Regions from separate parts of the Gossypium hirsutum genome. Here region 2 is linked to region 1. The links are chromatin contacts, called in public Hi-C maps. All regions are on one chromosome and are shown on one strand. Each heading gives the region's core, a stretch centred on a gene start, on an enhancer-like site or on the middle of the called end of the contact. The rest is flanking DNA. Distances are from core to core; before and after follow the strand shown.

What was found. A called contact is a pair of places that touch in the nucleus more often than the background predicts.
Region 2: a Hi-C map of leaf shows a contact between it and region 1, with 2.6 times the contacts expected there. The contact joins the promoter of LOC121229800 here to the promoter of LOC107925521 in region 1. A contact is called at or near these places in 3 of 34 Hi-C or Micro-C datasets (all in leaf).

Annotation. Positions count from the first base shown.
Region 1 is chrA01:115,743,613-115,748,617 of Gossypium_hirsutum_v2.1, reverse strand. LOC107925521 (probable aspartyl protease At4g16563) reads left to right here and starts at 2,748. Exons shown (of 1, transcript XM_016856244.2): 1 at 2,748-4,341. The coding sequence starts at 2,851. The coding sequence ends at 4,257.
Region 2 is chrA01:115,880,087-115,885,091 of Gossypium_hirsutum_v2.1, reverse strand. It overlaps LOC121229800, which reads right to left and starts at 2,268. Exons shown (of 4, transcript XM_041114671.1): 1 at 2,031-2,268; 2 at 1,424-1,512; 3 at 1,198-1,308. The coding sequence starts at 2,131.

The DNA of each region.
Region 1 (5,005 bases), core at 1,499-3,998:
AAATTTTTTGACTCGATTTGAAAAAATTTCAAATTAAATTCGGTTGTTAAAATAAGATTCGTTAACTTGATTAACTCAAAATATTTTGACTCGATAGAATGCTCCCTATGTATTTAGTTTGTTGTGATGATGTTGAAAGAATAAAATGGTGGTTGGTCCATTCATCTAAAAAGAATCTTTGAATGCCAAATAAAATTTCTAAAGAAAAACCCAATAGAAAATTTTACATATCTCCTACATTGAAGGATCTAAATTTATAATCTTATCGAAAATAATGTCAACAACACATCAAGTAAGGCTGAACAACCAGCTTAATTAAAATTCATGAAAAATCCACAAATATTATGCTATTTAGTATTTTCTTAATCAAAGATATGATTAAGTTGACATTGACTTTAAAGTTTTCTACTTAGATTCCCACCAAATAATTTATTGTAAAACACGATTCTGGAAATTTTTTTCAGGATTTGATTTTGCACCTCTTTGATATTCCAAATCTTCCTGACCTGCAAACTTCAGTTGACAAATTCATTCTCGAATCAAAGAAATTGAGGTCTACTGGGTGATTATCTTACTTGTTAATTTTAGATTATTTAAGCTATTTCTAGTTTAAAATGTTCAAATTATCCACTTTTTTATTTAATTAATTTATATCAATTTCCTCTACTTAATTTAATGTACTCAACATAAACTTGAAAATGGTTTGGCCCGAAAATGAACTCAAACTCGGCATGTCTACCTAAGTAACTTGAAAGAGGAGAGTAGTTTTTATGCACATTTGATACATGCAATATTCGATTTGTTTCTTGCAAATTCAAATATTGTAAAATCAAATAATATTTATTCATTACTAATTCAACGGAGATGCAAATAGATATTGCGGATATTTATTATCTAAATCCACATTATTTATTAAGATAACAAATTTGGCTATTCATATTCAAGATCCAAATCTTATTTATTGGATAATTTTGTGCATCAACTAGACCTGTTCATGGGTCAAGTTATCCGCTCAGGCCCAAAGGCTCGCCCGAAATTTGAGAGTGTTTGAGCAAAAATATTAGACCCGAAAAATAGGTTTGGGTAAAAAAAATTAGGCATGTTTAAAATATGGGTTAGACTCGAGCTTCAACATTCAAGGCCCAAGCCTAGGTCGGCCCGTTTTAAGTTTATGATATTTTATATTATGTAATTTAGAACACATTAAAAAAAATAAACCTACAATAAATATATAAGACTACTCTAATGTAAACATTAAAATAATGTTAAGATGACTATAAAAAATTTCAATAAATTGAAAATGTATAAAATTATTAAATATTAAATTAAAATAAAATAAATATTTTGAAGAAAATTTAAAATAATATGTACGAACTTAAAATGAGCTTAGTTTAGCCTTTTGTAAATATAGGCAGTTTAAAAATATTTTAGGCTCAAATTTCGAGTTGGGCTTAAACAAATATAAAGTATGTTAATATCATATTAAGACTCAATTTGACTCATGAACACCTTTAGTGAAAAATAAAACTTCTTCAAAATAAGTAAAATATATATATTTTATTTTAGTTAAAACAAGTTGTATGAATAATTAAAAACAATCAAATGAAAGTATATTGCTAACTGTTATATTAAAACAGTGGTGAAAAAATTATTACTCTCATTAAATAATCATTAATATATTTAAATAAATTAAATGAGCCAATGTCTCTACCTACCACTTCCACTTGAAAATAGAGGTGGAAATTTAAATCCAGCAAACAAAAACACAAGCTGAGGCAATAATCCCAAACTTGAAGGCTTGGAACCCAAGATTTTGGGCTTTTCTTCAGCACTATAAAGAGACATCGTTTCCCAGTAGTTCAAAATATGGGCTTCTCCCTCAGCAATTTATGTGAAGCTACAAATACTGGACACGAAATAAAATTATACTAAAATTTTTAAATCCGTATCAAAAGAATATTTAATAAGATTTCGTATAAATTAAAATGTATAAAATTTAAAATTTTATTAATTAATTATGTATGTACATTGATGTATTTTTGTTGTATTCAAGTTATTTTTTGAATTTGGTGCCATGCTCATATTAGTTTTAATTATTTTTATTTGTATATGCTATGTCTCAACTCATCCCATATTTAATATAACTTTGTGATGTAACTCATGTCCATGTTTTTTTGTATTATATATAATTTTCACCTGTATGTATATTTTGACACATTGTACATATTTTTCATGCAAATAATATTTTAAATAACATTTTATAAATCAAAGAAGTTGGGATCATAATTTAGGCAATGGTACAATATTATTAAAATTAATTTGTGCAATATAAATCAATTATGCATTATATATGTATTATAACTGAAAATATTTAGTTATGCACCTTACAACTTTGATCAATTATAGCTTTTAAGATAACTTGTGGAGCTTGAGTAAACTTTGATGATAATGGTAAAATAATTCAAATAGTAAAATAAATCAACCCTAAATAGGTTAGATTTGCTCGAAAACAGGATTAAACTTGAATTTTTTTTAGAATTAAGTTATGGTTCTGTTTGATCCACGAACAACTTTAATCTACCGTTCCTATGTTAATATAGGTTAATGTAAAATTCGTATGAAAAAAAAAGCTGAAATAAATTTATTTTATTAATTTTTAATTTACATGATTTATTTGAACCGTTGATATCAATGTAAAATAGAAATTTTTTTTATTAGATTACTACATTTGTTAACAGATGGATTTAGCATTTATACTTAACCCTAAATTGAACAAGATTCCTTTCCAGGTGTCCACCATTGCTATTGTCTTCTTTTATCTGTAAACAAACACGATCAAAAGCAAAGAAAATGGATTCTTCTCTTCCTTTCTTCTCCTTCGTCTCGTTTCTTATCATCTCCGCCACATTACTATTCACCGCGACTGCCGACACCATCAAAGTCTCCCTGTCTCCTTCACACCACCACCACTCTTCCTCCTCCGACCCTTACCAAATTCTCAACAACTTGGCCACTTCTTCAGTCGCCAGAGCCCATCACCTCAAACACCACAACCCCAAAACCAACATTACATCTTCTTTTCTCAAGACTCCGCTTTTTTCTCACGGTTATGGCGGCTATACTGTCTCTCTCAGCTTCGGAACTCCGCCGCAAACCCTTTCTTTCATCATGGACACTGGTAGCAGTCTCTCTTGGTTCCCTTGCACCTCTCGTTACCTTTGTTCCCAATGTGCTTTCCCTAATGTCGATCCATCAAAAATCCTTACTTTTTCACCAAACCTTTCGTCTTCCGGTAAGCTCGTAGGTTGTCGAAACCCGAAGTGCAATTGGCTGTTTGGTCCCAATGTTGAGTCTCGTTGCCAAGACTGTGATGATCCTACGTCGAAAAACTGTAATCAAACTTGCCCTCCTTACTTAATTCAATACGGCTTAGGTTCCACCGGTGGACTTTTATTACTAGAAAACCTTGTCTTTCCTCCTCACAAAACTTTCCAAGATTTCCTTGTCGGGTGCTCCATTGTTTCCAACCGGCAACCCGCTGGAATAGTCGGGTTTGGTCGGAGCCCTGAATCTTTACCATCCCAATTACACCTCAACAAATTCTCTTACTGCCTCGTTTCCCGCCGGTTCGATGACACCAAAGTCAGCAGCAACATGTTGTTAGAAACCGGGTCGGGTTCAAATGATACCAAGATCCCAGGTCTTGGCTACACACCGTTTTACAAGAACCCCAACCCAGCTTTCCATGAGTTCTACTACGTAACCATAGGTAAAATCCTTGTCGGCAACAAGCAGGTCAAAGTTCCGAGCAGTACATTTGTCCCAGGACCGGACGGTAACGGAGGCACCATCATCGATTCAGGGTCAACATTCACTTTCATGGAGAGACCTGTTTTTGAGTTGGTATCGAAGGAGTTTGAGAAACAAATGGGAAACTATAGCAGAGCTCGTGAAGTTGAAAACATTTCTGGGTTAGCTCCATGTTTCAATGTTTCAGGCCATAGATTAATGGACGTCCCTGAAATGAGTTTTTATTTCAATGGAGGAGCCAAAATGGGGTTGCCTTTGGCTAATTATTTCTCAATCGTCGGTGATGATAATGTCGTTTGTTTGATGATTGTTACTGATAAAGGCGTCAGTGAAGGTGCCCGTGGCGGTCCGGCGATAATATTAGGAAACTTTCAGCAGCAAAATTATTATATTGAATTTGATTTGGCAAACAATAGGTTTGGGTTTGCTAAACGAAACTGTATATGAAATGCAAGTTTTCTTAAAGTATATTTGTATTAAATTATGTTAAACAGTATATTTTATTATTAAATAAAAGTTTGTTTAAGAGAAGTTTAAATGTGTGATTTTATTGATTTTATATTAAAAATGTTTTTAAATAATAATATAATTTATTTTATATAAATAATAATTATTTTTTATTAAATTAATGTTTAATTAACTTTTCACACTATTTCTATCTAAAATTAAATAATGAAACTGATATAATAATGATTTATAATGATTTATAATAATGAAAAGTTTGAGAATGTAATGGCATGATGGTCAAAGGTGTTTACGGTCTCATATGTGATTTGGGTTTGAATTGCATTAGTCAAATTTATTATTCGGGTTTTACCCTAATATTGTAATTCACGAAAAATAAAATAAAAACTATTTATGATTGTACTTCTAACAAGGTTATTTTTAAAATTTAAATCTAAAATATTGTCTTATTACATCAACACTTATTAGTATTTATATTATTATTATTCCTTGACTAAAGTGGTGTTATAAGCTAATTAGACACAATTTAGCTAGAGAAAAATTTAAACGATCTTTTTAAAAAGTAATATTATAGAATATTAAATGTGGGAGATAACGGTCATACTGTTTGGACCCGTATTTGACACGAGTTTTAACTATCACTCTATACAAATCAAGATAATAAATATTATAATGAGTGTGCTTTTGTCTTTTTAAATAAAATTTATAAAAACAATTTAAACCCAAAAAT
Region 2 (5,005 bases), core at 1,019-3,518, 140 kb before region 1:
TAATAATTTTTACCGATTAAGCCATTTTACTCATTTTTGCTTAAAACCGCTTAACAAAAGTTGTTTAACATAACTTTATCCTTGAAATTCTACCATAAAAATCAAAATAAACACATTCCACCTACAAGTATTTTTCCAAATATAAACCCTAGCTTAAAATAAGCTTAATCAAGTTACCGAGTTTTCGAAATCGTAAAGAACTTGAAAAACAGAGCTAGAATGGACTTACTGTTGAGCTTGGAAAGCTTGAAAACCCTATCCATGTCTTCCCCCATGCTAATTTCGATCTCCATGAAAAAGATGAGTCAATTTTAGCTTTATTTTTCCTTTTTATTTCTTTTAATTACCAAATGACTAAAATGTCCTTAAGGCCCTTCTTTAAAATTTTATCCTATTCATGCTCATTTTTGTCCAAACAAAATATAATGCTAAAATTACCATTTAAAGACCTCCTCTTTAAACCCCAATTTCAATCAATTACTTATAAATTAGAACACATATTTTACAACTTTTACAATTTAGTCCTAAAAGTCCAATTAAGCACTTTATTAGTAAAATTACTTAACGATATTTTTACACAATATTTTAATCAATAAATAAACCTTAAAACTTAATTGGAATAAATTTTTCAACTTCGAATTCGTAGTTCTAAAACCATCATTCCATTTAGGCCCTAAATCAGACTGTTACAACAACTACAAATAAGCCCTAATAGGCAAATTAAACATGCAATCTATAAAATTTCTTATTAATACACACATGCATCTAATCACTTGATAAATCATAAAAATTAATCGAAATAAACTTTTCTATATCAAATCACAACCACTATACTATTTAGGACCTATTTCAAAATGTTACAAAAGAGGTTTTTATTGAAGCTATTTTACAAGCTCTGCCCACTTATACGGTCTTGTTTTCTTTTACCAAAAACTCTTTGTTTAGAGTTGGAAAATATAATGGGTTCATTTTGGTGGAGGAATAATCATGGCAAGAGAAGGACGCATTGGTGTGATTGGAGGTCTTTATGTACGTTGGAGGAAGGAGGCATGGGTTTTCATCATTTGAGTTCTTTTAATATAGCTTTATTGGCCAACAGGAATGGCGACGATACCTTAATTCCTTACTAGCGCATACTTTAAAAGCCAAATACTTTTAAGGATTCCGATTTCTTAAACGCTAGATTGGGAAATTTACCTTCTTTTACCTGGAAACGTCTATGGGCCACAAGGGGGCTAGTTTTGAAGGGAATGGCATGGAAGATCGGGGATGGTCGGAAAGTTTCTATCTGGGAAGATGTTTGGATCCCTAAAAATGAAGAGGTCAGAGTCCAAAACATGAATAGTAATCCTAGAATTAATAAAGTGGCAAATCTGATTCATGCTAATTCTAGATAATTGAATTTTGAGTTGATTCATAGTACCTTCTCTATGCCGGTTGCAAAAAGAATTCTTTGCATTCCTCTTCCTTTGTTTGAGCAAGAAAATTCTCTCATCTGGAGGCGTGGGTTGTCTGGGGAGTACTCGGTTCGTATTGGTCACAAAATCGTTTTACATGAAGGACGAAACCAAATACAAGCAGATTACATACAACTTTACAAGAAACTATGGAAACTGGACCTACCCCTAAAATTAAAATTACAGTTTGGAGACTTTTGTGTAACTATGTACCTACTTTCAGTAATCTACACTATCGAAGAATGTTGGATTCTCCTACGTGTCGGTGGTGTTAATCTGGAGCGGAGACAAAGGAGCATCTGTTTCGTGAATGCCCTTCTACAAAGGAAACATGGGAGCAGTGAAGTATTTTTTGGCCTATTTCCTATAAAACCTTAAATTTCAGAGACTGGATAAAAAGTAGTTTTGAGTCCAGATCTATGGCTAACTGTAGAATGATAGCATGTGTTTTATGGGCGATTTGGACTTTTCGAAATAGATTTATTCATGAGGGGGAGATTAAATCAAGTGCTCAAATTGTTATTTTTGTGAACAACTATTTAAAGGAACTTGATGGTTTGCATTGTTGTGTACCTGAAAGAAGGGTGTATGTGGACAGATGGGTTGTACCGATGGGATCGAGGCTGAAAATAAACTTTGGCGCAGCTTTCAACAACCATAAAAAAAAGAATCATGCTCAAGATTAGTGGTGCGTAATAAGGAAGCTAGGATCATATGTTCAAAAACTGTAATGAACACAAACATACCCTCTGTATTTGCAGCAGAAGCGGTTGCGTGTGTTCAGGCTCTGAATCTTGGGGTACAACTTGGTTTGAGAGAGGTGGAGGTTGAGGGAGACTCTCAGTCGGTAATCCGGAAGCTGCAAAAAAAGATGAATGATAGTTCTGAGATCTCAGTTTATATCAATGAGGCTTTGAAGCTGAGTTTAAGTTTCAGTTTATGTGTATTTCTCTTTACTAACAGGGAGGCTAACAAGGTAGCCCATTTTCTAGCATCTGAAGGAATTAAGAAAGGAGATTCTACTTATCTGTTGAATCTAGTCCCTTCTGGTGTTGCGGAGATGGTGGCTGAAGATAAGCGGTGGACGGAGGAGGCGAGAGAGTCAAGAAGGAGGGGAAATGAAGAGTTAGGTGGGAGTGTTTTCTGAAGAAATTGTTTTGCTGTGAGTTTCAAATTCAACAGGGTGTTATCTCCAAAGTGCTTTGGGGAAATGGGAAGATTTTTCGGATGGTGTAGATTGATGGACGTTTAAAGCTTCTGATTTGTTGGCCCTCCCCATGCATTTTTTTGTTGCTTTCAAGAGGGGTTTTCTTTTAATGGATTACAGCTGGAGTGCCGAAGACTCTAGAGCTCCCATTGTCGTTTTGCTGGATTGTTTTATTTTTCGGGTCATAGTGTTTTATTTTTGGTTTTTCTACTGTTTTTCTGTTTGGGCTTCGGTTTCTTTTTGGGTTTCCTTTGTATTTGGTTTTTTGACTTTTGTTCTATTTGCTTTTGGTGTGGTTGTTAGGCCTGCTTTGAATAATATTCCAGTGAATATTTGTTTCAAAAAAAAAAGATTATAGAAAGGAATTGGAATTGTTAAAATTAGAATTTTGAATATTTTACTTAAAAAATATTATATAAACCAACATAACTAAAATTATAATATAAATTTATAATTATATAGATAAATTAAATCTTTAAATTGGTTTTTTTTAAAATTTATAAGCCTTGCAAGTTAAAGCTTGATTAGAAAAATGTTGGATAAAATCATAATATTGTCATAATCTCACCAAATCAATGATATAACTTAAAAATATTTGTTGGATTTTTTATTTTTTATTTTGTTGCTGCACTTAAATTTTCTTTTTCCCCTTTTAGTTGAAGAAAGCAAAAGTTGACCATGATGCATGTGGATTTTATCTACCAATTATTCTTAAATGAAAATTATATTTAGGCATTTCAAATGCACTCCTAATGTATAGTTCAAATTAACTATTCAACCTTTACTACATCAAAATTTGTAATATTTGAATCTACATTTTCCTTTTTAAAAGTTTAATATATAAATTATTGTACCTAACATTTATTAATTATACATCTTTAATTTAAAGTAAACTCATGATCCACATAATAACATATAAATACAACAAATAATTAAATATAAATCATATAAAACTTCTAAAATAAAATTTATATTTGCGATTGATTTACACATCTTTAACATGAATAAATCATGGTTGATTCATGCACACCACAATAATACTATCCTTATGATTCGAATCGATGATGTGGATATTTAGTATAAACATACAAACCATTAAGTCAAGAACGAGGTTTTTTTTTTTTTTAAATTTCACTTAGATAAATTCTGACATATATACATAAAATTTTCTTTTAAAAAAATTAAATACATGTTTGAAAAATCATTCACTAATTAGATTTAGATTTTTTTAAGTGTGCATCCAATACTTACTCAAATTCCTATAGGATGTTCCTCACGGAAATAGGAGTTAGAAAATTGGAGAATTACATACGTAATTAACCATGATAACTTTCCCCCGGGGGGGGGTTATTTTTTAATTAATAAGCTTCAATGGAGTGTAACAACATTCTGCCCAATAAATTGTTTAGAGAATGAGAATTTTTTAAAAGTAGAAGTATTATGGAGGTTATTATATTAAGAGTTAAATTATAATTTATTTTTTTATTATAAAAAAGAAAAAGTAGTCTATTGGTCATTCTATTAAAATTTCATCCACTTCTACCGTTAAAAGTTGGTCTTTGTATATCAACATCAAGTATACATAGCACATCACATGTAACTATCTGGTTATTTTGTCAACTACACCGGTTTTTAATAGTAGAAATAGATAGAATTTTTAACAAAAATGACTAATTTGCTATTTAATCTAACATACAGTGATTAATTTATTTATTTTTTAAGTAAATAAAAAAATATAATCTGAATTTTAGTACAAAGACCTCCACAGTACTTTTATCCAAAATTATTTTCTCTTTATAATGAATTCATGCTGAAATTAGCCGCTTGAGATTGATGAATTCCATAATTTGGGGGGGGGGGGTTCAATAATACGAACTTGAAGCCAATTTCTATATATGGAAGGAAGATTATTTCATATTTTTTATTATTTATTTAATTTAAAAAAAAGTCATTTGAGTTAAAAAAATAAATGTCACTTATATTAATCGTTAAATCCCATTGAATGAAATGTTAATTGGATACATTAATGAATGAATTAATTTTAATTAAGAATGTTTATGGTTTTTTCCTAAATTTAATGGCAAGAAGAGGCTCCATTTCCCTCCCTTGTTAAGCTAACAAAAGGAATTCCCCTACTTCCAAACTTAAATACTAAAAATAAATAAATTATATTAAATGTGTATTAATTATAATAAATATTTAACGAAATGAATAAATATTTTGGATATACTATAAAAATTTTAAACAATTTAATCCCTATTAAATTAAATCGATGAATTTAGATAAAATTCAATTTTTTTTCTAAATTAATATTTTAATTCAAACCCCTTTTAACATATTA